4 separate regions of the Mus musculus genome follow, and regions 1, 3 and 4 are each linked to region 2. Evidence: chromatin contacts called from public HiChIP or PLAC-seq data. All regions are on one chromosome and are shown on one strand. Each heading gives the region's core, a stretch centred on a gene start, on an enhancer-like site or on the middle of the called end of the contact. The rest is flanking DNA. Distances are from core to core; before and after follow the strand shown.

Evidence for each region. HiChIP or PLAC-seq counts read pairs in DNA pulled down with a chosen protein or histone mark.
Region 1: a contact with region 2 is called in a BATF HiChIP or PLAC-seq map of CD8 T cells, with 6 read pairs. The contact joins two enhancer-like sites. A contact is called at or near these places in 1 of 39 promoter capture datasets (hippocampal neurons) and 2 of 115 datasets of contacts at active chromatin or transcription factors (CD8 T cells and heart atrium).
Region 3: a contact with region 2 is called in a CTCF HiChIP or PLAC-seq map of CD8 T cells, with 6 read pairs. The contact joins two enhancer-like sites. A contact is called at or near these places in 1 of 15 datasets of contacts at CTCF or cohesin (CD8 T cells) and 1 of 115 datasets of contacts at active chromatin or transcription factors (differentiating embryonic stem cells).
Region 4: a contact with region 2 is called in a BATF HiChIP or PLAC-seq map of CD8 T cells, with 6 read pairs. The contact joins two enhancer-like sites. A contact is called at or near these places in 2 of 115 datasets of contacts at active chromatin or transcription factors (CD8 T cells and regulatory T cell precursor).

Annotation. Positions count from the first base shown.
Region 1 is chr16:52,090,699-52,098,231 of GRCm38.p6, reverse strand. All of the region lies in intron 3 of Cblb (Casitas B-lineage lymphoma b), which reads right to left. Among named protein-coding and RNA genes, the nearest start is that of Gm23513, 11 kb to the left of the region's middle. Within about 2 kb of position 3,346, at least 113 of the 459 cell types and tissues checked have an H3K27ac peak or open chromatin away from gene starts, as enhancers often do. A contact at or near this core is called in CD8 T cells, where this site is marked.
Region 2 is chr16:51,742,334-51,749,761 of GRCm38.p6, reverse strand. LOC115488687 (a small nuclear RNA gene) reads right to left here and starts at 5,735; the gene lies at 5,673-5,735. Within about 2 kb of position 2,476, at least 4 of the 459 cell types and tissues checked have an H3K27ac peak or open chromatin away from gene starts, as enhancers often do. A contact at or near this core is called in CD8 T cells, where this site is marked.
Region 3 is chr16:51,314,336-51,321,698 of GRCm38.p6, reverse strand. No RefSeq gene overlaps it. Among named protein-coding and RNA genes, the nearest start is that of Gm32431, 270 kb to the right of the region's middle. Within about 2 kb of position 5,933, at least 8 of the 459 cell types and tissues checked have an H3K27ac peak or open chromatin away from gene starts, as enhancers often do. A contact at or near this core is called in CD8 T cells, where this site is marked.
Region 4 is chr16:52,058,822-52,066,121 of GRCm38.p6, reverse strand. The region is part of intron 3 of Cblb (Casitas B-lineage lymphoma b); the gene reads right to left. Among named protein-coding and RNA genes, the nearest start is that of Cblb, 31 kb to the right of the region's middle. Within about 2 kb of position 4,706, at least 228 of the 459 cell types and tissues checked have an H3K27ac peak or open chromatin away from gene starts, as enhancers often do. A contact at or near this core is called in CD8 T cells, where this site is marked.

The sequences.
Region 1 (7,533 bases), core at 2,097-4,596, 350 kb before region 2:
CCATAAAAGGGGAGTGGGTGGGTAGGGGAGAGGGGGTGGGTGGCTATGGGGGACTTTTGGTATAGCATTGCAAATGTAAATGAGCGAAATACCTAATAAAAAATGGAAAAAAAAAGAAATATAAGTTTAACACATCAGTAAAATTCTCATATCATAATGAAAAAAAAAAAAATTTAACAGAAACAAGAAAATCAGCATATTGAGAAAAAAACTTTAATCTTTCAATTAAAACTTAGAAATATGAAAAGATCATATACCAATTATATATTACACACACACACATATGTGTGTGTGTGTGTGTGTGTGTGTGTGTGTGTGTGTATCTTGGGTAGGTATGCCATACTTAACTATTTCTTATAGATTTTAATACTAAAGGAGAGGGGTGAAAGCTCCAAGTACTACACAGAGATAAGGGCTTAACAGATTTAACAGAGCACTAGTTAATAGTTTCATATCCCAGCTCCCTCCCTTTGAGCCTTGAGAGTCTCTCACCTCCCAGGTCTCTGGTACATTCTAGAGGGTCTCCCCACCTCCCACCTCCCCAACAATGGGAAGAGGGAACTTGTGAGGTTCACCTCCAGTAAAAAGAACAGGGCATCAATTGGAGGGATGGGGTTGCCATCCCAAAGTCAGGAACTCTGACCTAGGGTTGTCCCTGTCTTGGAGAACTACAGGGACAAAAATGGAGAGGAGACTGGAGAGAAGGAAGTCCAGTGACGGGTCCAAGTATGGACCTATCCCAGGGGTCAGCTCCGGGGCCTGACACTATTACTGATGCTGTGGTGTGATTACAGATGGAAGCTAAGCATGGCAGCCCTTTGAGAGGCCCAACAAGTAGCTGACTTGAGCGAGAGGAAAATACTTGCACCCAATCGATGGTCTGAAGACTGGGACCCCTGTGGTTGAATTAGAGAAAGGCTGGAAGACTCCGAGGAGGAAGTTTACCCCATAGGAAGACCAGCAGTCTCAACTAATCAGTATCTCTCAGATACTGAGCCACCAACCAGGCAGCATACACTAGCTGGCCCAATGCCCCTGACACATATACAGCGGAGAACTGCCTGGTCTGGCCTCAGTAAGGGAAGACATGCCTAGCCCTTGAGAGATTTGGGGACCCAGGAAATGAGGAGACCTGGTGGGGTGTGGGGGAATGTGGGGGTGTGGGGACATCGTCTTGGAGATGGGCGAGGAGGAATGAGATGAGGAACTGTTGGAGGGTGGCAGAACGGGAGAGGAACAGAGACTAGACTATGAGGAAATATTAAATGTAATAGTAATAATAAATAATAAATATTCTCCCCACCTCAACACAGGCTTATGCTTCCTTGTCTAAAATCTTACCTTAGAAAAATGTCAGTTCTCTGTACATTCAGACTGGTGAACCATGCTTAGAAATTGTGATCTATGAACATGGAAGGCCACTCACCCTGGATCCCTTTATTCATTCAATAGATATTCGTTGAGAACTTGCTGGAGCCTGTTTCTACTCTACACCACTGCCACAGAGGGTGAAAGCTACCAGTCTCCCTGCTGACTGATCTACAGTCTAATAACTACTGGGAGAGCAAAACATACAACTCCGACTCACTGGGCTGCAGTTAGGGTGCTTCTGGACTACAGGAGGTCAAGGAGAGCCTGCTGCGCCCTGAAGCCTTTCTGACAGGGTTAGGAAGGCAGAAGAGAGGGAGAACATGACACATGAAAGCTGACAGTTCAGCAAAGAGAAAAAGCTTGCAGGAGTAGATGAGGCTGAGGATACAGCAGGTTTTGGAGCAGAAGTGACAGGCATGAAGGGACAAGGCTGGTAAAGCAGGAAGACCACACAACAGAAATAAAGTCATCTCTCCACCCAGGCCTGTCCATCTTCTCACCCAACAGTAGCTTGGAGCATCATCTGCAAATGTCACTGGGATTCCAGCAGTGAGGCGTGCATGGTCAGGGGCTAAGAAGGGACTTGCAGAAATTACTTCCATCCATTGTTTCACAACTAAGACCTTAATGACAAGGAACCCTTGGATCTTTATGCACACCTACCAACTTTGTTGAAGAAGCTTTCTAAAGTTTTAGATTGTAGATGGATTTTGAGGGGGAACACAAAGCAAACCTCCGTGTCTCTGCTAGAACTCATTCTACAGTTAACAGACCAAGAAAGCAAGCAGATGAAAACAGTAACACACAGAGAGAGGCACACAGAGCAGGTGTTCTGCCTTGAAGACGTTCAGCCCAAGGTGTTATCACCATCTTAAAGAGCCTGAGATAACACCACCACCACCCCATTCCCAATATACTTCTGAAAAGATGTGTCTTCATTTCAGATACCACAGTAATTCTCTCAGTTCCAGTTATGAGTCAACAGACAAACATCTAGTGTGGTGAAGAAATCCTTTTCTTCATGACTGAAAATAGAATACTCGGCTGAACACAATCAAGTGCAAACACACAAGAGCAGCCTATCACGTACCCTTGGAGAGGCTCCAGGCAGGGAATGTCTTCTAAGCTCTCAAGTACACACCCAGCCTAACTCTCTAAGTTATGGTCTAGATTGTTCTTTAAAAAACAGAATGTAGCTGAGTATTGTAGTGTTTCACTAAGAGTTTTGTGTCTCCTATATACAGTTCTTGTGTCACTCTATAGCACAAAACTCCAATTTCTAGACGGCTGTTGATTGTCTTGTATGGAAGTGTAGTGCTGGCATGCGCCTGCACTAGTGTGCAACCAGAAAGGACAGGAAGTGTGCTTGTTGCATCTAAATTTTCCTCACCAAGGTCGAGCTTCATCAGTGTTCTTCCAATAAGACAACTAATGCTTACCACAGAGAATGACATATGTCATCATTTAGAAACCATTGTACACCAAGGGAGAAAGAAGGGACGCTAAACACTGCAGTGTGGATATTGCTTCAATAAATGTCTGACAATACTGCTCAACACTGGGTGCCCAGGCCAGCAATATCCCCAGCAGTTCAGAGCTACAGACATGCAGAGTCTGAGGCCCCACCTCAAAGCTACTAAGTCAGGGCGCGGATTTAATACGATAAGTCTGACATCGGAAAAATCACTGGTTAGACAGGAAGTCAAAAGAATTTACAATTTTCACTTAAATCTTTCATTTTCTATCATTCTTCTTGTAAGACTGCATATAAAGTAGCCTCAGGTCTAAGACCCTGAAGATATGTGAGAGGTTTCATTTGGCCCTCCTTCACTCCACAGCTATCAGCCCCTTGGTGACACGGCCAGCAGGCTAGAAGCCCAATCACATCACCCGTGGGCGGTAACACGGTTGTTCTACAGTGTGTTAGTTTCAACTTGGGACTTCAAGGGCAAGGCTTACAGAACTTTCATTTGTCACCCCTCTTGCTCAATCGCCAGAGAGACTCACCACAGGACTTGAAGGCCTTGTCCTGGGACAGTCTGTACTTTTTACTTTTGTAAATACCAGCATCAGATGGCTGATCCCCAAATCACCACACCCCAGTTTAATCCTGTAAGTCTCTGCTGGGTGATACTTCAGAACCTTCTGATAAAATACCATTGTGGGATGTCAGAGAAAGGACTGGGAAATGTCTAGCTTCTCTCCGACTGGCAGAGGGCATGCATTCCTGCTCTGGGGTTCCTGTGGCTCACCTACAGCTTTCTGAGGAAGGAGCAAATTCTCAATCAGCTCCATCACTTTCCATTACCATTTCAGATGCCTAAGTGCAAGGGATCCACCCAGTATGGCTGTTCCTAACCTTAGCCTTGCCAAAGAAGGAAAACAAGTGACATGTGGCAATGATACATGAAAACTGTCACCTGTAAATGCACACCTACTTTCTTTCCTAGACTTGACTGTTCCCACTATTATATTCCTTCTAGCTTAGTAATAAAGGGAACTTGGCAAGTTCCCCTGTCCCTGCTTACCCCTTCCAACAAATGTCCTGGGAAAATGTCAATCAAGCTCTGCTACCGTACTTTGTCCGGAGGACAATAATCAAGAGAAAGACGTTAGTGTAGCCTATGGTGGAGTGGGGGACACACAAGAGTCAAAAGAGACAAGAGAGTAGCAGAATTTGAAATCAGCTGCTAAGAAATCCTAAGGGAGGTGCCAGTCCATTTTACAGCTAAAAGAGAGAATGTGAAAGGCAGGAAGACATTCTTGGTAGAGCTAGCTTAGAGCAATAAATCAAGGGTAAAACTAACTAAGCCTCCGCCAGTCAGCCGTGCAGGAAGCACAGCTAGGAATATAAAGCAACTGGTGAAGTCTTCTATAAACCACTGGGTCCAGATGCTTTTATTTACAGGACTCTCAAATGCTCAACAATGGAAATAAGGGAAAGTGACACAGGAGTCCTGTTTATTTCTCCATCAAACACGTGAGCATGGGACCTATAATCTCTTTGTCACTACAGAATGCTTTCATGCTGCAAGAACAAGGCTAGAGGCTGCAGGGGAAGAATGTGTGCCTTAACTGAGGAGAGATTCAGCCTCACAGAAGACTCTCCGATGCCCGTTCTATCCACCAGTGCCAGTCCTGGGCACAGGCAAGCCCTGGGTGGGTTCCCAAGTGTCCAGCAGAGCTCTGGTGTACTTCCACAGTCGTGGAATCCAGTTAGGTACAAACACAAGTTCAGAGAAAGAGCTGAAAGAAAAATGTCAAAGTCAGCTCCACCACACCCAAATTAAGTATGCCCTGCTAGCAACTGGTTGCTATTTCCCTATGAAACAGCAGCTCATGACTTTTCAACTTGGCAACCGACCTGTTAGATGTCAGAAAAGGTCACAATGGGGTACACGTGCAGAACTGAAGAGTGAGACTTGTAAGAAAGCACACATCTAACTCATTAGGCATTTAACACAAAACACACACTTGTGGGGAGATTAAATTGTAAGTTGCCAAAGTATTTGAATTTACTGTGGGTTTTGTTTTTGATCAATTTTGAATATGATGTAAAACTTCTAGCAATGTTAGTAGAACAATCATTATTTTAACAGAGTGCCACATTAATTAACTTCTTACCAGAAGTCAGACTTGCTAACTGAATACCTCAAATATCCAAAAATCCTTGCTGGGAAGTTATATTCCTTCAGAGATTGCAGATATTTACAAATTCTTTTGCAATCTTCTGTCAGGACACTTTTAGTTTCAAAGCTGTAGACAGAAGTAACCTCAGAAGTAATTTGCTTCTATTTTCATAGTATAGACGTACAGCTGTAAACTCAGAAATTCTGTGACTGGTCAACACAATGTCCCTAAACAGCTGAAGACTAGCACGGACTGGATGAGCCTCCAGGTGCACTGAGGTCACACTTACTCTGCTATTGTTTCCTGGCAAAAGGAAAATGCTTTCTTGTGAGCTAGCCTATTAAAAAGACACAACTCATTTTTTAAGTGCTCAAATTGTTAGAAGCAGGCATCATGTACACATATGACGATGTATTTAAAATATGTGTATATTCTATTGAACAAGAATGCATACATGTGCATCCATGTTCCACAGCCCAGCAATCTTACTCAGAGATAGATAGATAGATAGATAGATAGATAGATAGATAGATAGATAGATAGATAGATAGAAAGAAAGAAAGAAAGAAAGATAGATAGATAGATAGATAGATAGATAGATAGATAGATAGATAGACAGACAGACGGATATCCATCATAAATATGTGTGCGTTCATCAAAAAAAATAAAACCAACAAAAAACAAACAAACAAAAACCACACAAGCACATTGATAACACTACCCAAGACCAATGTCTATCAACAGCACAGAGAAACCGAATGTGGCAGAATTCTGCATAGTATCAAAGGTGAGCCAACTGCAACCAATGACATGCTGCAGCAAAGAAAGCATCTCATAAACAATGCTCAGCAAGGTCTCAGAGAGGGGAGACAGACGGATCCATTTTTCTCTTTCATTGTGTAAGGAAGCGGAGACATTATGTGCCTTCATGAACTCTCAGGAACATACCCTGGGACCCAAGGTCCCTACCAGCCACTTTCCCAGCAGTCTTGCCACCTAGAGCTGAAAAGAGAGCTGGCTTGTTGTGTTGTTTTTCTTCCAGTTTTGTGGTGACTAGCTGAATACTATAGGATATTTTCTTAATTCATCGTCTTCCCTTTGACAAGTTCAATTAGCTAATTTATAAAGTCCAATTCAATAAAAATTCAGTAACCCATGAAAATGCTGACAAATGGGTGATATGCATATGTAAAACATATAGGCATAAGTACACCTGATTTGACCTTGTAATGTATGTCAATTTTTAATGTGATTCAGACATGGGCAACAGCTGATTTTATCAGTACACATTTCTCTTGCATAGACATCCCTAATTGACGCTCATGTATGCATGAAGCTGATGCGAAGGGCGTTTTCCTTGAACATATGTATCAGGATGAGAGCAGCTGCCATTAATCCCTGAGCTCCCTTCCAGTGCCACAAACACAGCTAGCCCATGCCAACTACTGCTTATTCTAATTTTCAGGTAGGCTTTTATCTTTCAGAGAGGCCAGCTAGATTAGCACCATCTCCTCAAATTACAAAGCACCTGCTTTTCAAAAAAAAACAAAAACAAAAACAAACAAACAAAAAAAAACACTATTTCACGTTTAGTTATACTGAATAAAGAAATAAGGTCCTATTTAATGTTTTCCTAAACTTGCAGTTTTTAAAAATCACATGGATACCACATCAATCTGGATTCTGCCCTTATGCATTTATTACTTAAACAGAGATAAGTAGGCTGCAATTTTAAAACAAAATAAAATATGCACTAGGTAAATGAATGAACCATTTCACAGGGTTCTTGTTTTGATTTATCTCTGAAACAACACAAAAGCACACTGGATTTAATAATCATTTATTGCCTTTGGGGTTCATAAAGGAATGACTAAATCCTACCCTATCCACAGATTTAAAACGTTGGTATGTGGCATTGTAACTTCTCAGAAAGCCATAAAGAATTACTACAACTTTCTCCTCTCCAGCTACCCAAGTATTAACAAGAACATCTGACCCCCGAACCGCAATAAAAACAGATCAAACTGTTTGGGACAAGAGCTGAGTAAAGGGAGAGTTAACTCTGTCTGTCCTCCCCCCCTGTCTGTAGTCAGAAGCAGATGTTGAAGACTGAGGTTAGGTGTGGGGGAACGACTTCCTCTTTCAACACTGAGAACTGACCCTTTCTCCGCTTTAGTGCTCCTTTTCAGTGACAAGAGTTTATGCAAACTTCTGATCCCCAGTGCAGAGCAGTAGCTAGATGTTACAGCCCCTAGACACTTGCCAGTGTTTATGTGTGGGGTGGGTGGGTGGACGGTGGGGTGGGTGGGTGGACGGTGGGGTAAGTCAGACTTCTTCCCACAGAGGCCTCCATGCCCTTCCTATGATTCTCAAAGGCTACCCACCTTGCCTTAAAGCCATTTCTGTTCATTAAAGGATCCCAAGTTGTAATCCATCAGCAAATATATATTGAATAAATCACAAAGTAGTAACAAGCTCCTCTCTTGCCTATATGAATTAATTATAATTTTACTTTTGCTTCTTTTATATAGA
Region 2 (7,428 bases), core at 1,227-3,726:
CCATAAAACCTTGAAGACTACCAAGACTAGCCAGCAGGAAGGTGGCTTCCAGTTCACTGCTAGCTTTGTGCCCCAATCAAAGTGTGTAATGTCCTCAGCAATAGGGCCTTTCAGGCAAGCAAGAGAAATGCTAACAGACTGTATTTAGGGAAGCCACTGTGGGTTTCAGGGAAGGAGTATCCCAGATCTGGTATTCAGATTAGTGATTAACATTCTATAGCTTCTGGAAACAGTGTTGTCCATGGATACAGGTTGCATCTGTTCCAACTCTTGACTTCTCTTACATTTTAAAAACTAGCTGGAAAAGCAGTAGGTTTCTCAGGAATTTATCACTCATATGTAATTGTCATAAAACTTTTCCCACATTTCCTCTCTCCTTCTTCCATTCTGATCCTTGTAGACACGTTTCCATTCCCAATAGCCCCTTCCTCTACTTTCAGAATGCATATTTTTATGTCATGTTTTACACCTTCTCTTTCCCACCTTTGATGGCACTTTTCTAGGCTACTGGCCTCTGTATACATTCATTCCAAATTAATCATGAAAATCTAAAAATTCAAAGCTATACCTGTGTGTGGAAAAGAACAAATGGTGTTTGCCTTTTTGAGCCTAGGTGACCTCACTCAGTATAGTGCTTTCTGATAAAATTCATAATTATAGTTTTCTTTACAGCTGAGCAAAAGTCCATTGTGACTTATACTACATTTTTTATCCATCCATATTATATTCATCTATTGGTGGATTTCAACTCTGATTCCATTTCCTGAGTATTGTGGATGGATCCACCATGAACATGGAAGCATAATTATCTCTGACCATAGCTACCTAGCATTTTTTTGGTATATGTCCTAGAGTGGTATAGTGGTATAGTAGGATGAAATGAAATCTCAGTGTAGCCTTGCTTTTCCATGATGATTAGGGATATTGAATATTCTTTAACCATTTAAAAATTTTTTGAAACAGAAAACTTTTTTTTTAAATTAGGTATTTTCTTCATTTACATTTCCAATGCTTTCCCAAAAGTCCCCTATATCTCCCCCCCCTCTACCCACCCACTCCCATTTCTTGGCCCTGGCGTTCCCCTGTACTAAGGTATATAAAGTTTGCAAGACCAATGGGCCTCTCTTTCCAATGATGGACGACTAGGCCATCTTCTGATACATATGCAGCTAGAGACACGAGCTCTGGAGGGGGGGGGGCTACTGATTAGTTCATATTATTGTTCTACCTATAATGGTAAGAAGCAGTTGTGAGAATTACTACTAGGAAGTATCAATGTGAAAAGGCAAAAAGCAATAACCCTGGTGAGTTTCTCTAGAACTGTGTCAATGCTTGAAATAGTTCAACAAACTATAGAACACTTCTAACTATGTTTGTGTGAGATCTTTCTCATATGCAAGGTGTCAAAGTGGAAATTAAAACAAACAAACAAAACCATTAGAAATTCCATCCTGCTTACTGTGTAAGTACATTCTGTGACCTTGAGAGATCAAGATCACATGGTATGTATTCACAGTATAACATCAGCAGCTGGGGGAGCAGAAGACATTGTTATATCCTCATGCTACCTGTAAACTTCATTTTAGAGACTTCTACTCAGGGGGAGTGAGATTCTTGACTGAGGTTAAAAAAAAAAGAATTTCAGGATAAGTCAATAGGAAGCAGAGTTGAAATTTATTAGGAAGAAAGTTTAATATAGATTTAAGCATATGGATTAATACATACTTAAGAAAATACACACCTAAGAGTCATACATAAATGTTTTAAGAGCCATATACATAATGTTGGTGTTTTGGGTGGCTTCTGAAGTCACATTGTTTAAAGGATTTCTGAAAGAACTAATTTTTGTTGCTGTTCTTTGTTTTGTAAATAAGTTATTGGGTGATTTCTGGGGAGCATTTGTTAAAGGAGGGTTCACAAACATGGAGGGGGGGCTAACACATGCCTTCTAATGTAAATGGAGTTTATGTTGCTTGTGAGGTTGTAACAAAATTGTAGGCTTATGGTTTGTGAAAGAGGAAAGTCTATACTTGATAATATACTCTCTGGCCAAAAGCATGGTTAATTAATATTTTAATATTCCCACTAGAACTATCTTTCTATAAATGAGATACTATATTTCCCATAGACAAAATCACAGCAGTGTTTGTTAATTGTGCTGGAAGTTTTATTCCTAGCTTGTGACAGACTTCAACCAGACTCCTGGGCAGGAATCTCCTTTTTCTTCTGTATTCTCTTCTATTTTTTTTTCATCTTCCTATTCTGAGTCTGTCATCATAAGTCTGTTTATTCATCACTTATTCATGGTTTCCTCCACAATTTTGGTTTTCTGAGGTCAACCATGGTTTAAAAGTGATAAATGTCAAGTTCTAGATATATTTTGTGAGTTTTGAATTCTGTGTGGTTCTAACTAGCATGATGAAATCTTATACCATTTTGCTCCACTAGCCAAGGGCCTGCACCAGGTCTTTGTTCAAATTCACACTTTACAAACATCTTCCCTGTTAGTCACTAAGTAGCTGTCTTGGGTGGCAGGTTGACCACTGTGGTTTCACAAGGCTCAGGTTCAAATGACTATGATGTACTTGGTATAGCCCACCTGTATGTTGTAGCACTACTGAAGAGAGAGAGAAAGAGAGAGAGAGAGAGAGAGAGAGAGAGAGAGAGAGAGAGAGAGAGAGAATATCACATATCTGTTAACAGAGATTACTGTTGTAACTATTCAATGTCACTTTTATTAATTACTATTACTCACTTACTACATCTAAATACTAATCCTTATTATAGATATTAGGTTACAGAAAAAGACATTATGAGTAGTAGTATCTGGTAATATTTACAGTTTTGGATAATACTGGAATCTTGCAACATATTGCCCGTAGATAAGGAGTATACAGTACATCAATTCCATGTACTAAAATTCTGCTTGATAGTTTTGGAGTAATCTAGAAAATATGAAACTACACATTTTGAAGATCTTTGAATGACACCACCCAAAGGAATATTGCTTTGGAGAAATCATATGTGCAGAGTGTCTCATAATTACTGGCAAGACGTGGTGAGTATCTTCTGCCAGTAAGATGGTTCTATTTTGGAGGCTATCAGATGTAACAACAAATTTGGAACAGAATAGACACAGTGGAGAAATTGCATCTTGAACAATCCTCTTGGGACCACTAATGATAAGCAAATATTATTTTACTGGAGACCAACTAAAAGCTTCAAGATAAATTTATCACATTTATGGGAGATCATCACCAATTTATAGTATTGTAAAATGCTAGGATCACTTTTTGATGTGATGACTGCTTTACTAAAGAACAAATATTTTGTCATGTGCAAAAAACCAAAGGGCTTCATTATAACTGGATTTTGACTAGCACTTAGTAGGTCCTTCATAAGTGCTAATTTATTTAAGTATTTTTCCCGTTGTTCAATTAATAATGAAGATGTAGTTGAGGGTAGAGCAGAGGCACTTGATGTTAGAATTGCATAGGTATAGATTGTGGGCCATTAATCTTGGTTGATTATTGATGCATCTAGTTATTATTTAGAAAAGGAAAAAAGCATAGGACATATTAGACCTAAGTGCTATTTTCTTAAACTGAGTATTTATAAATAATAATTCATAAACATCATAGACTTACTAATTTATAGATAAACATGAAAATATTCAATCTTGAATTTCTATTTTATATGTATATTCAAATGCACACATGTATACACATATATTTATGGTTATATCATTCTATCTATCTATCTATCTATCTATCTATCTATCTATCTATAATTTACCTTACAAGATCATAAGAATAATTTATAGTTACAGTCATAAAAGTCAAATGACATCATTTGGATACAAATCATAAATGAAATCAGAGAATTAAACTATGTTTTAAAAGGCTGCCCTGGGTATGCTGTACTTTTTTTTTTTGGCTAATATCCACTTATTAGTGAGTACATATAATACATGTCCTTTTGGGTCTCAGTTACCTCACTCAGGATGATATTTTCTAGTTCCATCCATTTGCCTGCAAAATTCAGGATGCCCTCATTCTTAATAGCTGAGTAGTATTCCCATTGTGTAAATGAACCAAATTTTCTGTATCCATTCTTCTGTCATGGGACATCTAGGTTGTTTCCAGCTTCTGCCTATCACAAACAAGACCACTGTGAACATAGTGGACTATGTGTCCCTGTGGCATGGTGGGACATCTTTTGGGTGTATTTCCAAGAGTGGTATTTCTGGGTCTACAAGTAGATCTATTTCCAATTTTCTGAAAGAACTGTAGAGGTGGAAAAGGAGAGGAGCCTGAGGAAAAGAATGTCCAGTGACAGGCCCAAAGTGGGATCCAGCTCAAGGGGAAGTCCCAAGGTCTGACACTATTACTGAGACTGTGGAACTCTCACAAAAAGGGACCTATCATGACTGCCCTCCAAAAGACTCAACAAGCTTCTGAAAGAGTCAGGTGCAGGTATTTGTACCCAACCAATGATCAGAATCAGCTGACCCATGTTGTCAAATTAAGGAAGGGTGAAAGAATCTCAGGAGGAGGGTGACCCTCTAGGAAGACCAGCAGTCTCAATTAACCTGGACCCCTGAGATCTCTCAAACACTGGACTACCAATCAGGCAGCATACACCAGCTGATATGAGGCTCCCTACAAACACACATCAGAGAATTGCAGGGTCTAGGTTCAGTCAGAGAAGATGCACCTAACCCTCAAGAGATTGAAGGCCCCAGGGAGTTTAGAAGTTTAGTAGGGTAGGGGGCAGAGGGATAGGAATATCCTTGTGGAGACATGGGAGTGAAGAGGAGGTATGGGGAAAAAATCTGGAATGTAAAAAATAAAAAAAATTAAATATATATATATATATATATATATATATATATATATATATATTTAATTTTTTTATATATATATATGGCTGTTCTTTGACTATAATGCTTGTTAATCTAATTTGATCCTCACAGGAAACCCATGGCAAATTTTCAGGGGATGAAATAGGTTCAGTAAACTTGAGAATGCCAACATGCTACTACACAGACTCAGATCTGTTCTTATTGTAATTATAACCATTTCTTGCTGACTTCTTCCAAGTTAGGCGATATGTAATACATGGTCACATGAAAACTATTACAAAGTATATGATATTTTCAGGCTTCTGTACCAGTAAAGGAGCATGCATATGAACTCTATGATGTGAGACTACTACAGAATGATAACTGCAGGATCAGACAAGCAACCAAGTAACTGAACAAGGCAAGGTGTATGTGCCTGGCTTCCTAGAGTGCCATGGCTGTATAACTCAGCTCCCGTTGAACATTTACTAATACCATAATGAATATGGAGTTATGACTGAGATCTTATTTGAATTATGAAACACTCAAATTTTAAGTCATCAATTAACAACACAATAACAGCAATCGCCAAGGAACAACTTTGGCTTGGTGGTGGGGTGGGGGAGGCGGGTTCCTGAGGAAGAGGTATTTGGGAGCAGCAGAAGAAATGATTTGAAGTCAGTGATGGGGTTCAAGCTGACAGCTTGTAGATAGCCCTCTTGATAGTTCTTTTCTCTGCTTGAGAAAGCTCTCTTCTTGAGACAGCTCTCTGCTTAAAACAGCTGTTGAATTTTTCAACCAAAGTCAGAAAAACCACTAAAAAGAATTCTTGGATTTTCCAGACCAAAGTCAGAAAGCCTGCCAGACAAATTCCAAAAGAATAATGATAATAGCTCTTAAGATATCTCATCTCTTGCATACCAAAGTCTGGTCTTTTAATTACATATCAATTCAATTGTTTACCCAGGGTCCCTTTTGATTATTCCATGAATCAGGATTTTACGACCTTAGCCCCTAGATTCTTAGAAAAGACAACAAGTATTTTTTTTTTTTTTTAGATAGAAATTGAATTCAGAGATCTGTCTGCCTTTATAAGCACAAAAATAAGCTAGTTGGGTGGGTCCCATCCTGAGGTCACCTCTCCAACCCTATCTGGGCTTACTTGACTGTCCCAGGCTGACCTTGAACTCAGAAATCTGATTACCTTTGTAAGCACAAACAATAAACTTAGCTGGGTGGGAACTTGCCCTGAGATCAAGACTCCTTAAATCTCTTTATCTCATTCCTTAATGTCTTTCTGAGAAGCTGGCCCTTTAGTGCATCTGCCTCCGTTCTTTTAGGCCCATGAAGCCCTTCAAGCAATTCATATTGCACACTTATATTTTGCATAGTTGAGAAATCCTGTAAAGGAAAGCTCTTACACTGATTTATGTATTCTTGAACTTATGTTTTCTGAGTTCATTTCCAAAGCCTTAAGGGCTTTCCTGAAGCCTTACCATTTTGGTGAGGAATGCCTTCTTTTTTTTTTTTTTTTGTTTTTAGAATTAATTTTTTTTATTAGGTATTTTTTTCATTTACATTTCCAATGCTATCCAAAAAGTCCCCAATACACTCCCCCCCCCCCCCCCCGACTCTCCTACCCACCCACTCCCACTTTTTGGCCCTGGCGTTCCCCTGTACTGGGGCATATAAGGTTTGCAAGTTCAATGGGCCTCTCTTTCCAGTGATGGCCGACTAGGCCATCTTTTGATACATATGCAGCTAAAGTCTAGAGCTCTGGGGTACTGGTTAGTTCATAATGTTGTTCCACCTATAGGGTTGCAGATCCCTTTAGCTCCTTGGATACTTTCTCTAGCTCCTCCATTGGGGGCCCTGTGATCCATCCAATAGCTGACTGTGAGCATCCACTTCTGTGTTTGCTAGGCCCAGGCAGAGCCTCACAAAAGACAGCTATATATGGGTCCTTTCAGCAAAATCTTGCTAGTGTATGCAATGGTGTCAGCGTTTGGAAGCTGATTATGGGATGGATCCCTGCATATGGCAGTCTTTAGATGGTCCATCCTTTCGTCACAGCTCCAAACTTTATCTCTGTAACTCTTTCCATGGGTGTTTTGTTCCCAATTCTAAGAAGGGGCACAGCGTCCACACTTTGGTCTTCGTTCTTCTTGAGTTTCATGCGTTTAACAAATTGTATCTTATATCTTGGGTATCCTAAGTTTTTGGGCTAATATCCTAACCTGCCAGACCACTGCTGATTCTAATTATCATGGAGTCATTAACCTAGGCAGGGAGAACATTACCCAAAGGAGGAGCATAGAGTGAAATTATACAAACAAACCATGTGATTTGCTTTAGGGGTGGGAATCCTGTGACACTGTCTTTTCCACAGCCTTGAGGAATTGACAAACAATAGCAGCAGCAGCAACAACAACAACGACAACAACAACAACAACAAATTTAACTTGAAGGTCAAACAAATCACTTTTGTGTAAGATTTAAATTTCACCATCTGTCTTGGAATCTTTAAGATGTTGTTAGAGAAATATCTCTAAAGTATTTTTTTTTCAATGTAATCAGTTCTAATT
Region 3 (7,363 bases), core at 4,684-7,183, 430 kb after region 2:
TTTTGGATATTATAAATAAGGCTGTAATAAACATAGTAGTGCATGTATCCTTATTACATGTTGGGGCATCTTCTGGGTATATGCACAGGAGTGGTATATATGGCTCATCAGGTAGTACTATGTCCAATTTTCTGGGGAACTGCCAAACTGATTTCCTGAGTGATTGTACCAGCTTGCAAACCCACCAACAATGGAGTAGTGTTCCTCTTTCTTCACATCCTTGCCAGCCTCTATTGTCACCTGATATTTTGATCTTAGCCATTCTGACTGCTGTGAGATGGAATCTCATGGTCATTTTGATTTGCATTTCCTTGATGACTAAGGCTGTTGAACATTTCCATAGGTGCTTCTCAGCCATTCGGTATTCCTCAGTTCTGAATTCTTTGTTTAGCTTGTACCCCATTTTTAATAGTGTTATTTGGTTCTCTGGAGTCTAATTTCTTGAATTCGTTGTATTGAATAATAGCCCTCTATCAGATGTAGAGTTGGTAAAGATCTTTACCCAATCTGTTGGTTGCTGCTTTGTCCTATTAACAGTGTCCTTTGCCTTACAGAAGCTTTGCAATTTTATGAGGTCTCATTTGTCAATTTTTGATGTTAGAGCATACACTATTTTTGTTCTATTCAGGAATTTTTTGCCTGTGCCCATGTGTTGGAGGCTCTTCCCCACTTTCTTTTCTATTAGTTTTAGCGTATCTGGTTTTATGTGAAGGTCATTGATCCACTTGGACATAAGCTTTGTACAAGGAGATAAAAATGGATTGATTTGCATTTTTCTACATGATACCTGCCAGTTGAACTAGCACCAGTTTTGAAAATGCTGTCTTTTTTCCACTGGAGGGTTTTAGCTCCTTTGTCAAAGATCAAGTGGCCATAGGTGTGTTGGTTCATTTCTGGGTCTTCAATTCTATTCCATTGGTCTACCTGCCTTTCACTGTACCAATACCATGCAGTTTTTATCATAATTGTTCTGTAGTACAGCTTGAGGTCAGAGATGGTGATTCCCCAAGAAGTTCTTTTATTGTTGAGAATAGTTTTCACTATCCTGGGTTTTTAATTATTCCAAAGGAATTTGAGAATTGCCTTTTCTAACTCTATGAAGAATTGAGTTGGAATTTTGATGGGGATTGCAATGAATCTGTATATTGCTTCCAGCAAGATGGCCATTATTACTATATTAATCCTACTAATCCATGAGCATGGGAGAACTTTGTATCTTCTGCGGTCTTTCATTTTTTTCTTCAGAGACTGGAAGTTCTTGTCATACAGATCTTTCACTTGCTTGGTTAGAGTCACACAACAGTATTTTATATTATTTGTTACTATTGTGAAGGGTGTTGTTTCCCTAATTTCTTTCTCAAGCATGTTTATCCTTGAGTATAGGAAGGCCACTGATTTGTTTGAGTTAATATTAAATCCAGCCTCTTTGCTGAAGTTGTTTATCAGGTTTTGGAGTTCTCTGGTGAAAATTTTTGGGTCACTTCATTATACTACCTATCATCTGCAAATAGTGATGTTTTAACTTTTTCCTTTCCAATTATATCCCTTTGACCTCTTTATGTTGTCAAATTGCTCTGGCTAGGACTTTGAGTACTAATAAGTAGGGAGAGAGTGAGCAGCCTTGTCTAGTCCCTGATTTTAGTGAGGTTGCTTCAAGTTTCTCTCCATTCAGTTTGATATTGGCTATGGTTTGCTATATATTGCTTTACTATGTTTAGGTATGGGCCTGGAATTCCTGATCTTTCCAAGACTTTTATCATGAAGGAGTATTGGATTTTGACAAATGTCTATTCAGCATCTAATGAAATGTGACATAGGTTTTTTTTCTTTGAATTTGTTTCTATAGTGGATAACGTTGATGGATTTCTGTATATTGAATCACACCTGCATTCCTGGGATGAAGCCTACTTGATCATGATGGATGAATGCTTTGGTGTGTTCTTGGATTCAGTTTGGGAGAATGTTATTGCATATTTTTGCATCTATATTCATAAGGGAAATTGATCTGATGTTCTCTTTCTTTGTTGGGTCTTTGTGTGGTTTAAGTATCAGAGTAATTGTGACTTCACAGAATGAACTCAGTAGTGTTACTTCTGTATCTAGTTTGTGGAATAGTTTGAAGAGAATTGGTATTAGGCCTTCTTTGAAGGTCTGATAGAACTCTGGTTCTGGGCTTTTTTGGGTTGGGAAACTATTAATGACTGCTTCTATTTCTTTTGGTTTTTCTGACACTGACTTAACTTTGATACCTGGTCTCTGTCTAGAAAATTGTCCATTTCATCCTTTTTGTTGAGTATAGGCTTTTGTAGTAGGATCTGATGATTTTTTTTTTTTTTTTAGATTTTCTCAGTTTCTGTTGTTATGTCTCCCTTTTCATTTCTGATTTTGTTAATTTGGATTATTTTTTCTGTGCTCTCTGGTTAGTCTGGGTAAGGATTTATCTGTCTTGTTGATTTTCTCAAAGAACCAACTCCTGGTTTGGTTGATTCTTTGTATAGTTCTACTGTTTCTACTTGATTGATTTCAGCCCTGAGTTTGGTTATTTCTTGACATCTACTCCTCCTGGGTGAATTTGCTTCTTTTAGTTCTAGAGCTTTTAGATGTGCTGTCAAGTGGCTCATGTATGCTCTCTCCAGTTTCCTTTTGGATACACTCAGAGCTAAGATTTTTCCTCTTAGGCACTGCTTTCATTATGTCCCACAAGTTTGGGTGTGTTGTGTCTTCATTTTAATTAAACTCTAGAAAATCTTTAATTTCTTCCTTTATTTCTTCTTTGACCAAGTTATTATTGAGTAGAGTGTTGTTCAGCTTCCACATGTATGTGTGCTTTCTATTGTTTTTTTTTTTTTTTTTTGTTGTTGTTGTTGTTATTGAAGACCAGCCTCAGTATAGTAGTCTGGGCTGGCATTTGTGTTCTTTTAGGGTCTTTATGACATTTTTCCAGGATCTTCTGGCTTTCATAGTCTCTGGGGAGAAGTCAGGTGTAATTCTGATAGATCTGCTTTTATATGTTACTTGACCATTTTCCCTTACTGCTTTTAAAATTCTTTCTTTGTTTTGTTCATTTGGTGTCTTAATTATCACGTGACAGTAGGAATTTCTTTTCTGGTCCAGTTTATTTGGAGTTCTTTAGGCTTCTTATATGATTATGGGCATCTCTTACTTTAGGTTAAGAAAGTTTTCTTCTATAATTTTGTTGAAGATATTTACTGGCTCTTTAAATTGGGAATCTTTCCTTTCTTCTATACCTATATGGTTTGGTCTTCCTATTCTATTATATCCTGGATTTCCTGGATGTTTTGGGTTAGAACCTTTTTGCATTTTTGCATTTTATTTGACGGTTGTGTCAATGTTTTCTATGGTATCGTCTGCATAAGATTCTCTCTTTGATCTCTTGTATTCTGTTGGTGATGCTTACATCTATGACTCCTGGTCTCTTTCCTAGGTTTTCTATCTCCAGGATTGTCTCCCTTTGTGATTTCTTTATTTTTTTTTCTATTTCCATTTTTAGATCCTAGATTGTTTTGTTTAGTTTCTTCACCTGTTTGGTTGTGTTTTCCTGTAATTCCTTCGAGGGATTTTTGTGCTTCCTCTTTAAGGGCATCTACGTGTTTACCTGCGTTCTCCTGCATTTCTTTAAGGAAGTTATTTATGTACTTCCCAAAGTCTTCTATTAGCATTATGATATGTGATTTTTTAATTAAAATCTTGCTTTTCCAGTGTGTTGTGTTATCCAGGACTGGCTGTGGTGGGAGAACTGGTTCTGATGATGCCAAGTAGCCTTGTTTTCTGTTGGTAAGGTTCTTGCTCTTGCCTTTCACCATTTGGTTATCTCTGGTGTTAGTTGGTCTTGCTGTCTCTGACTGTAGCTTGTCCTTCCTGTGGGCCTTTAAGCCTGTGTCAGCACTCCTGGCAAGACCAACTCTCTCCTGGACAGTGTTTGGGTATCGAGGGCTGTGGAATAACCTTAGCTCCTGCGTGCAGATGGAGTATGGAAGGATCGTGTCTCAGCTGTTCCACTGTTCCTGTGCCCTGTGCACTGCTGGCTCATCCCACTTTGGACAATTATTGGAGAGAAAGCAGAGATCTCACGTCTGATCACAGGAGTGCTCTCACTCCTGGGAGACCAGCTCTCTCCTGGAGGGCCTGTGTACAGAGGGTTGTGGAATTGCCTTAGCTCCCAGGTGCAGATGGAGACAGGAAAGCAGTAAATACTTAATAACTCAAAATTTTAATACTATTTGATTCTATCAAGCCATTCTTCAGTTATTAATTTGTTTGCAAGTAGATATAGGTACAGTTACAGATATAGATAGATATAGATAACCAGCTTTATTATATATACATATGTATAGCTTTAACATATAAATCTTTATATGTGTGTGTGTGTGTGTGTATATATATATATATATATATATATATATATATATATATACATACATTTCTAAATTTCTATTATGTAAGCTGCTACATCCTTCTTTCCAGGTTAGGAGATGTGTACAAACAGTTATAAACATTCCTGTCATTGAACAGCCACTATCTCCTGAAGCTGACAGGAAAAGGCCTGAAGTCAGCAAGTAATCTAGTCATCTGGGTAGGAGTAGAAACCAGATAGCAAAAGGAATGACTTCAGGTCAAAGGAGGCTTATTGGGCTTAGGAGAAACTAATTTAGAAGAGAGCAAGAAGGTGGCATGGGATTCAGGAGGAGACAAACCTGGAGGCAGCGCTGCCGTGAGTAGTTATTATCTCCCACAAGCACTCAGCCTAGCACGGCTGTGTGTCTGCTAAATATGGCTGTGTGTCTGTCTAATCTGCAGCTCGCCTTTGCTTTACTAGTGACAGCTGAGAGCATGTGGTACAGATCAGGCAGGTTTGCAAGGCTACTGTGACTCATTTTCTTTAAGGGGTCACAAAAGCAAAAAGTACAACTGACCTTGTCCACTATTAGGCAGTGTTCCCTGAAGTACAGGAGACAGTCATCACTCTTGGCTCCATGAAGATAGAATCAACAGCTTCATTTGGGTGGCAGGAAAACCTGATTGAAGATTAAATGAGTAAAAGAAAAAAATTTTAAGTAGTCTTCCTTCCTTTAAACTAATGCTAAGCTTTAGGGAAGTGTGAAACACATTTTTAAAAACAACCGATGATGAAAAAAACATACACGCAAAGTAGATTGTACTATGACCTCTGGTTAGTGTTGCTTCAGCTATCTTAGTCACACCTCATGGAATTACTGTCAGTGCTTTTAATTGGTAGCTTCTTTGGTTTCAAGCCTTCACAGCAAACATTGGAGCTTCTTTCCATTTCCTTCTGTGGGTTCTGCCTTTGCTGTTAATTTCGCCCTCCTCTGTCAAAGCTTCAGAGCACACATTATACACATAATTAGGGCTTCTTCTCTAATATTTTGAACTTTGCTGATGAAGGTCTTGGGTATTTGTTCTGCCCTTGTGTTATAACTTCTTTTTATCCCACCTCGTTAAATCTAAATGAATAGAGCCCGATTAGTTTCTTCTAGTAGCCTACATACACGTGTTTTTGATCATTAAAAACCCTGTCCTTCTACAGAAGCTCCCGCCCCCCCCCCAAAAAAAAGAAAGAAAGAAAGAAAGAAAAATAAAATAAGAGTCAACAGGAAAAACTGTACATACAAATGTGGTGTTTAATCACCTATCTCTTCTTTAACAAATTTCAGCCCGAATCTGCTGTAACACAGTAATAACTTTGAACTCAGTACAACTTCAGGATGGGAATAGTATTAACCTAAAAAGGTAGACAATAGACACTTCTCTCCTTCTGGGTGCTACAGAGACTATATTTTAACCATTCTCTGCTTAAACGCAATCTTTTGAACATTTGGTTGTTACTCCATCCTGCCCATTCAAAGGTAAAAAGTTGCTGGCAACACTGAATTTTTAATAAAAGTCTAAGAGTAGCGTTGAATAAATCACGAGTGCCCCCTAGTGTATGGAAAAAGCAACATCTAAGTACCGTTGGAGTTTGCTGATTCTGTTGCTAGAATCATTTGTTATAAAGAAATGTGATTTTCTCCAATATATCTGGGGAACCAGAGAGCTTCTGGTTTCCTCGTCAGTTTGGAGGAAAACAAAATACTACATCTTTCAAGTGATATTTTAGGCATGCTATAGTTGTAAATAGTACAATTTAATGAAACTATCGAGGGACATGAGAATAAGAAGTATGATTTTTTAAAACCTCCTCCTCCTTCTCTTCTTCCTCCTCCTCTTTCTCCTCCCTATATATAAGCAAGTGTAATATAGATGCAAGTGCATTCTCTGTATCTGGGCCTGTGTGTGTGTGTGTGTGTGTGTGTGTGTGTGTGTGTGTGTGTGTAATTGTCTTGAAATAAACGTGAATGTGAACTGTTTTCATTAATGGAATGATTAATTCAATCGCTAAACATCTATGGATCTATTCTTTTTGTCCGGAAGCATAAATAAATAGGCAAAACCATCAGCTTGAGAACACTCTGACAGTGGAAGCTGGTCCTGTCCAAGCTGAATGGAGGCTGTTAACAGTACATCTTTAAAGGTAAAACATCTTTCCTGATGTCCCAGAGACCTAAGGGAAGGGTATTTCTACTCTGCACGAGCATCCTCAGCATTTACCTTTGTACTCAGGTCTGCCATCAGGGATCGTACAGATTCCCTGAGAGTCATCACCACTTGGATCAGCAATGGCAAATAGACCTCAGAGTGTAAGTTACAAGGACCACAGTGACATGAATCAAATGTCATAGTGAAGGATTGTTAAACTCATGAGAAAACAGGAAAATCTGGTTTTTGTTTTGTTTTGTTTTTTTGACAAACAATGATAACAGTCAGCGATGATATGATATGAAACAGGAAGTTGTTTATAGAGGGCAGGTGACAAAGAGGGAGACTGAATTGATGTACAGAGTGATTTTCTGGAACTCTCTCCCAAACTAAAATAGAGGTGTTTAGGGAAGTGTTTCCCAAGGAATGGAAAATATCAACTCCAGGTGACCTAAAAGCAGAGGTCACCATACTCATAGGCAATTTATAGCTAGAGGTGGCAGTGGAAGTATCTAGTATGTTTTGACTTCTAGCTACCTTTGGTAAGTGAGCCCTTTATGCACTTTCACATAACATATTATAACCATGTCACCAGCTGTTTCTGTTTCAGAAAACTTGAATATTCTTTCCCAAATGTTTCACTCTTCATCATCACAATTTTCCTTAGAGTGTTTTTTTCTTTCTTGGGCCACTGTTTCCTAGGCTGGTACTGTAGTTCATCTGTGAGAATTATGAATCGATCATAGCATAGCCCATAGAGGAAAGCCGCTTCAACTTCAGTAGATCTGGACAGACGAATCAGTCAATC
Region 4 (7,300 bases), core at 3,457-5,956, 310 kb before region 2:
TCAGGAACAGAAGCCTCCTGGGCACTGCTCTGTCATATGTCTGGATCTGAAATGCTACTGTATGCCAGTGACTACAATTCTTAAGTAACTGTCCTCCTGAATATTACAAAACAAACAATCAAAAAACAAAACAAAACTAATCAAACAAAAAAAGAAGAACAACTTAGTAACCATCAAATTTACCTTCCATTCCTGGAGTCCAAACTGCAGAAGAGACACTAAGATAGTCTCTAATGTGATTCAAAAACTCATATTTAAGAAGGCTGATTTTATACAACTCCCAAAATATGGACTTTGGAAATGTGGGCTGCTTTTCCAATGTGGTTTTGTCACTTCTGACAAATTACACATTATTAGAGGAAGTTTAGGTGAAATGGTCTTTCCCACATTTTTGTCACAAGAAGGAAGGCCAGCGTTAGTCCTCGGCCCTTACCTCATTCTGCAGAACACGTGGTAGCACAAGGTTCCACCCTGTCCGTCTCTCCTTCCAACTGTAATGATTGCTATCTGCTGGGGACTTAACCAGTCTTCTAACTATTGGTGGCATGGCCATGATTTCAAAAGGGAAACCTTCTCAAAGCTAATTAACACCTGCTTTAAAATGTCACATCGTTTAGTCTAGAGTATCTGAGTTTATAATAGCCTGAGACAGTATTCAAATTTTCCAAACATCATCAAATTTTCTGATTACCCTTACTCTAAAGGAAACTCTAGCTATTAAAATTAATAAGGAAATAAAATCATTTACTATTGCTACAACGCCAGTTCAAAGCAGCCCAATAACATTGTGACCATTTTGATTTAAAGGGCTATCTCAGTGTACATGGACTTACTTGGATTACCTATACACTCAGGAAGTCCAACTACTGAGAATATTCACTTGCTTTTCTTTTCACTGGGACTTTGATCCAGGGAAATCGAATTCATTGGATATTAAAAAGAAAGCGCATGGAGAGAAGAGAATATGTGCAGTGATTGACAATCTCCATCGCCCTTCTCGGCCACGCAGTCCTACTGCTGAAACCCTAAGAACTCAGCACTGGCTATGGCAGCAACGTTAACGACCCCATGAACCACGGTGGACCACCTCCCAGACAGTCCTCTACAATTACCTAATAAGGCTGTCTGTTTGCAGGCCACATGCTCTGATCCTTGGACTCCGTCTCCTAGAGGAAGCAATCCTTCCTGGCGGAAACTATTCTCCCCTGGAGATAATACTTTCCATTAACTCAGCACTACCAAGGCCTGTACTGTTTTCTTTTTGTCACAGGAAGTGTTGGTAATACTGTTACAATTTCCGCCTTACAAAGCATCACAAAAGAGATGAAAACTAGTTTAAAAACATTCCCCCACCCGTCCCGGAGGTGTTTCTCCAATGAAGAAATGAGAGAAACAGACTCTGATATGTTTGCCGGTAAAGTCTATAAAAAGGTACAGTCTCTGACTTTGTATTTTCAGGGACAAAGAGACAGTAGGACATCCAAATAAGACATAAACCCCTGTGGTACTGACAGCTAAAGTCACCTGCAGCTATAATGTGAGGCCACGTGTCTACCCCAACCAACACAGCGCTGAAACCACACGGTGTGCTTTCCCTGTGGCCTGAGAGTCCACTAAGGGTCTGTCTGATGAGAGCTCAGTAGTGGGAGGGGCTGAAAAAACCTGAAAGCTTGAGAGGTGGCTCACAGTGGATGAACTATAGGCCACTAGAGCATGAGGTAGCTTACAGGGTGGCCATTAAGTTGTCATGAAGGACTTTCCCAAGAAGAACACAACTGGTGATGGCCATTCTCTCTGTTGCTACTCAGGACTGGAATTCAGACTAATGTCTGCCTCCCCTATTGCCATTCACAAGCTCCTCACTAGAACTGTGTGACTTCAAAGACAATGTCCATGACTTTCCAAAACCAAGAGCTAAATCAACCTTTTCTTTTTTTTTTAATTAGGTATTTTCTTCATTTATATTTCAAATGCCATCCCAAAAGTCCCCCATGCCCTCCCACCCACTCCCCTACCCACCCACTCCCACCTCTTGGCCCTGGCATTCCCCTGTACTGAGAGGCATATAAAGTTTGCAAGACCAAGGGGCCTCTCTTCCCAATGATGGCCGACTAGACCATCTTCTGATACATATGCAGCTAGAGTCAAGAGCTCCGGGGTACTAGTTAGTTCATATTGTTGTTCCACCTATAGGGTTGCAGACCCCTTTTGCTCCTTGGGTACTTTCTCTAGCTCCTCCATTGGGGGCCCTGTGTTCCATCCAATAGCTGACTGTGAGCATCCACTTCTGTGTTTGCCAGGCCCCAGCATAGCCTCACAAGAGACAGCCATATCTGGGTCCTTTCAGCAAAATCTTGCTGGCGTATGCAATGGTGTCTGTGTTTGGAGGCTGATTATGGGATGGACCCCTGGGTATGGCAGTCTCTAGATGGTCCATCCTTTTGTCTCAGCTCCAAACTTTGTCTCTGTAAGGCCATGGGTGTTTTGTTCCCAATTCTAACAGCTTCTGGGACAGGCAGAAGCAACCTTTTCTCTTATTAAAGTATTTTTTTTCCCAAAGATATTCTCCATGCTGTAATAAAAAGTTAATTCATGGCACGATAAAGTACCTTCACAAGATTTGCCAGTCAAACTTTATCCAAAGTTGATTCACACGAGTGCATCAAATAAGGTGAAACATGTGAAATACAAACATGCAAGCCAGTATCACCCAACCTCATGCTAACTAGAACAGATAAAGGGCAGCTCAAGGTACAGGCAGGCGGGAGGCAAACGTCTGCCACTTACAAGACCATGATCAAGGCTGGAGGAAGGGACAAGGAAAGCCTGATCCAAAGCCCCGGTCTCCCATTCCCTACAGTGCACCCAGTCTCCCATTCCCTACAGTGCACCCAGTCTCCCATTCCCTACAGTGCACCCAGTCTACCATTCCCTACAGTGCACCCAGTCTCCCATTCCCTACAGTGCACCCAGTCTACCATTCCCTACAGTGCACCCAGTCTCCCATTCCCTACAGTGCACCCAGTCTACCATTCCCTACAGTGCACCCAGTCTCCCATTCCCTACAGTGCACCCAGTCTCCCATTCCCTACAGTGCACCCAGTCTCCCATTCCCTACAGTGCACCCAGTCTACCATTCCCTACAGTGCACCTGGTCTCCCATTCCCTACAGTGCACCCGGTCTCCCATTCCCTACAGTGCACCCGGTCTCCCATTCCCTACAGTGCACCCGGTCTCCCATTCCCTACAGTGCACCCAGTCTCCCATTCCCTACAGTGCACCCAGTCTCCCATTCCCTACAGTGCACCCAGTCTCCCATTCCCTACAGTGCACCCAGTCTCCCATTCCCTACAGTACACCCAGTCTCCCATTCCCTACAGTGCTTAGCCATCGAACACTCAGAACCCAACAAAACATGTTCTCACGTGACTCCAACTTAGGAGTGCTTCTCTACGTCCTTAAATGTCTCCTGTGGTACACTTCTCTACCTGAGTCCAATCCATGCCCCGACAGGAGTGTTAACATTAGATCCAAAGTATTTCCTCACAAGCAGTCTTTCCTGACCCCCAGCTGGGTTCCAAGATCTTATCTGTGAAACCTTCTGACTTGAACACCCCTCAACAAAGTAGGACATCAAAGGTGTAAGACGGAGTTCAACGTCTAAACTATCAGCTAGGATGCTCCCACAAACACAAAATAAAGCTTAAATCCTAGGCACTGACTATTCAGAAGAGGCCTCACAGTTAGCTGTCAGGACTGGAGCAGCGAGCGTGAACTGGATCCACACCACACTAAGGAATGACAAGAGAGGGGTGTGGTGAACACAGCTTAGCCTTTGGCAAATGGATAATACTCGGAGGCACACAGAGACTCAGGGCAAATGCTTGAAATCTTTACAATCCATGAGTTCCAGCTCAGGTAGAGAAGCCGCTGGGTGATCTATGAAAATGCCGTGCATCCCCACTTCTGCCCAAGCTCCAGTGACCCGCAGTGAATTGGGAACTTTCTAAAATAACCCCTCGTTAAAGGTCATGGCTTGAGAGGCGGGACAGCAAACACAGTCTCACCCCTCACCCCATGAACTCGCCATCGCTGAAATACTAGATAAAAATGCTAGGTATTCAGGCCTTCTGGCTATTTTAATCCCCCATAAGAGACAGGCTGCAGTAAACGCGTATGCACTTGCTGTTAGGATGAAGCCATACACACAGCAGAGGTGGCAGCCAGACACTTTACATGGCGGGCAGTCATCGGAGCCAGCAGACATCTGTACTGACTCAAATCCAATGAGAATCTTGGTGGCCTAAGATCAATAGCATTTGCCTTTGTGTTTCACCTCCAAAGCTCCTGCTACTTCCTAAGGTTGGTGGTCTTGGCTGGGAAAGATGACAGTTTGCCTAAAACTGGGGGAGCGTCAGTGTTCTAAGGAAATGGGAAGAATGTTAGGAGAGGCTACCTGGGACACTTTCTCTTGAAGAATGGCGTCCCTGTCAAGCCCAGGGTCCCTGCCTCTGTCAAGTACAACAACCGTTGATGTCCCCATACGAATTAATGTAGGAGAGTCATCTGGGTCTGAAAGTACCGCTTTCAAAATGAAATGTTGATTTGGGAGTGTTTCCAACCTTGTTGGAATACACAAGATCCCCAACTCTAGAAGAGCAACGGGAACTTGAAAAGGGCAGTTCAGGTAGGTTCTCAAACCAGTCTGGGGAAATACCACAAACACGTCACCGAGACAATAATGAAACAAGAGAGCCAGCCTCTGACCTCCAGGGTTACAAGATGAGAAAAACAGTTTGGCATTTATTTTAAGGGCAAGTTTCAAAACCCAACACTGGCCTGAGAAACAGGAACCAATGCTGAGGCTTTCTTTACATAGAGGGACAGCAGCCAAACATAATGGTAACTTTGAGATAACTGACATCCTACACTGCATAACTGACAAAAACACACCAAGCCACCCCCTCCCTGGCATTATGAGTCAAAACAAACTGCTGACAAACGCAGACAGCTATGTGAGGGGGTGCAACAATAACAGAGAACACACAGGCCTCTGTTTGTCTTTCAAGTGTTACAAGTCAGCTTGTGATGGGAGAACACAGCAGCTATTTCTTTAAAAGGCTGTTTACACATTGAAAACGTCTCAGATGTTCCTCAAAGCCACTTTGCTTATACAGAAGAAAAGGAGGGGGTAGGCATAGTTAGCAAGAATGCCAGAGCCAAGCCTCCAAGAATGCCTTTTAAAAGGAATAAAGGGGAAAGAGACACTAAGAAGGTACAAGAGAACTTTCCCGAACATCTAACGGAATTCTCACATCATATCCTACACATCAAGAAATTCTATCAACAGCAATGCAGGATAGTTTCCAGAACACGATGCCTGCTACTCTAAGGGGGATCTGGAGCAGGGAAGACCAACCATGTTCTGTCAAGGCGAACCACGAGTTATGATCAAGGACCTTTGTCAATAATGCAGACCAAACAAAACCACGTTATTCATGTCGAAAGCGCACATTTGGAGGATTCCCCAGTTGTTGTAAGCTGGTATATTTAGGGTCATGAGCGCAGCACAGAACAGAAACAAAAAGTCTTTAAGGAAATGTTAATATAAGAATTTAAAGGAAGTGAAAACAGCTCGCAGGGGTTCAGAGAGCCAGCCACTGAGTGGGAGAGCTGTGAATGCTCACTGCGCATGCGCACGGGGCATGCAGGAGCAGGCAGAGGCGCTGTGTGTAACCACCTCTAACTTTTCCACAAACGTTACTTCACTAAAGATAGACACACAGTTAAGACAGCGCCCTGAATTGTGACTACTCTGCAATAAACAGCAGTGATATTAATCTATTTACCCACGTGCCTTTCTTTTAAAATAACTGGCCCCGGAACTGGCCCCGGCTGCCAAATCTCAGGAAGGTGGCATTGTTTATCCACAAGTTCTAAATGACCGACTTTAGACTTTTTGCTAGTTTCCAATGTGAAATTTTACCTTTTACCTCTTTCCAAGCAATAGAAGCTCTTTATCTAGATTAAATCAAGATTTTCAAATAATAATATGGAAATTGGGAGAAATAGCAACTATTATATGTATCTGCCAAGTCTGAACACTGTTTTGAATACTATGTGGAAATACACAGAAGTGACTTTTGCCTTTAAATTAATTGAAGGCTATTCCTTCCTTGGAACCTTGCTCACTCTCAAGGGCTTTCTCATTTTCCTTTAATCCATCGATGTTCTCTTTGATCGGAAGGGGAGAAAAAAAAACTGAATTAAACTTTTCTCAATATTTGTAATGCCACCACTTATCACCACTTAATATGACAGCAGTAGGTACTTAGCATGACAGCAATATGTGATGACACAGGGCTGACCGTCACATGACAGTCCTTGATAAGGGCTACATGTGTCAAAGGAACACAAGACAGTCTGCTCAGATTGGTCAGAGAACACTGAAGCCCTGGAGGTGAGCATGAGGGAGGGTAGGCGCTTCACCCAGAAGCAGGAAAGAGAAACTTCAGAGGGGAGAAGAAAGAAAGGAAGAGGGAGAATAAAAGAAAGGCATAAGAAGAGAACCATGTGGCTGGTGTGGAGGAGGAGGGGAAGGGGGTCTGAATTCATCTCTGCCAGGGAACATTCTCAGAGGGCTTGCAGGGGAGCAGGCTTCTTGTCAAGTGTTAGTTGACATGACTGGGTGGGACCCCTCTTCCTCTAGTGAGCAGCACAAGGGCACAGTAAACTGCAGAGAGCCCTGAAAGCATTCAGGATTCTATTCAAGTCAATGCTCCCTGGAAGTTTTATGAGGTTGATTTCACTGGCAGGGAGCTCTAAAGTCATGCCAGAGGTCAGAAACAGCACACATTTCTTGTAACTATCTATAGACATTCAGATCTCAGGTGATAAAATTCTGGAAGTTCCACATACCATTTAAATCGTAAGAGGATTAAGGTGACCAAAGGAATGAGGGGCTAAGTTACTCAGGTAAATCTTCTATTTCCTTAAACTAAAATGATACCTTGCTTACAGAGATTAAATAAAAAATGAAAATAAAAAAGTTTAGGTGTCCAGCAACATTCCCCCCAAACTCAGGGGTCTACAAAACAGGTGGGGAAAAATAGTTTTCAAGAAGCCTATTTGGGACTGTGAGAATGGCTAGAGACAGTCTTGGTACACAGAGCACACTGCTCTGAACAGCCAGCTGATGGGCATTATTAACAGTAATTTCATGAAGATGAGAAAAGAGCAATTTTCATGGTCCTTAAGTGAGCACATAGTTCCAATGAGTCCTTCGGTAAGAAAGGCTGGA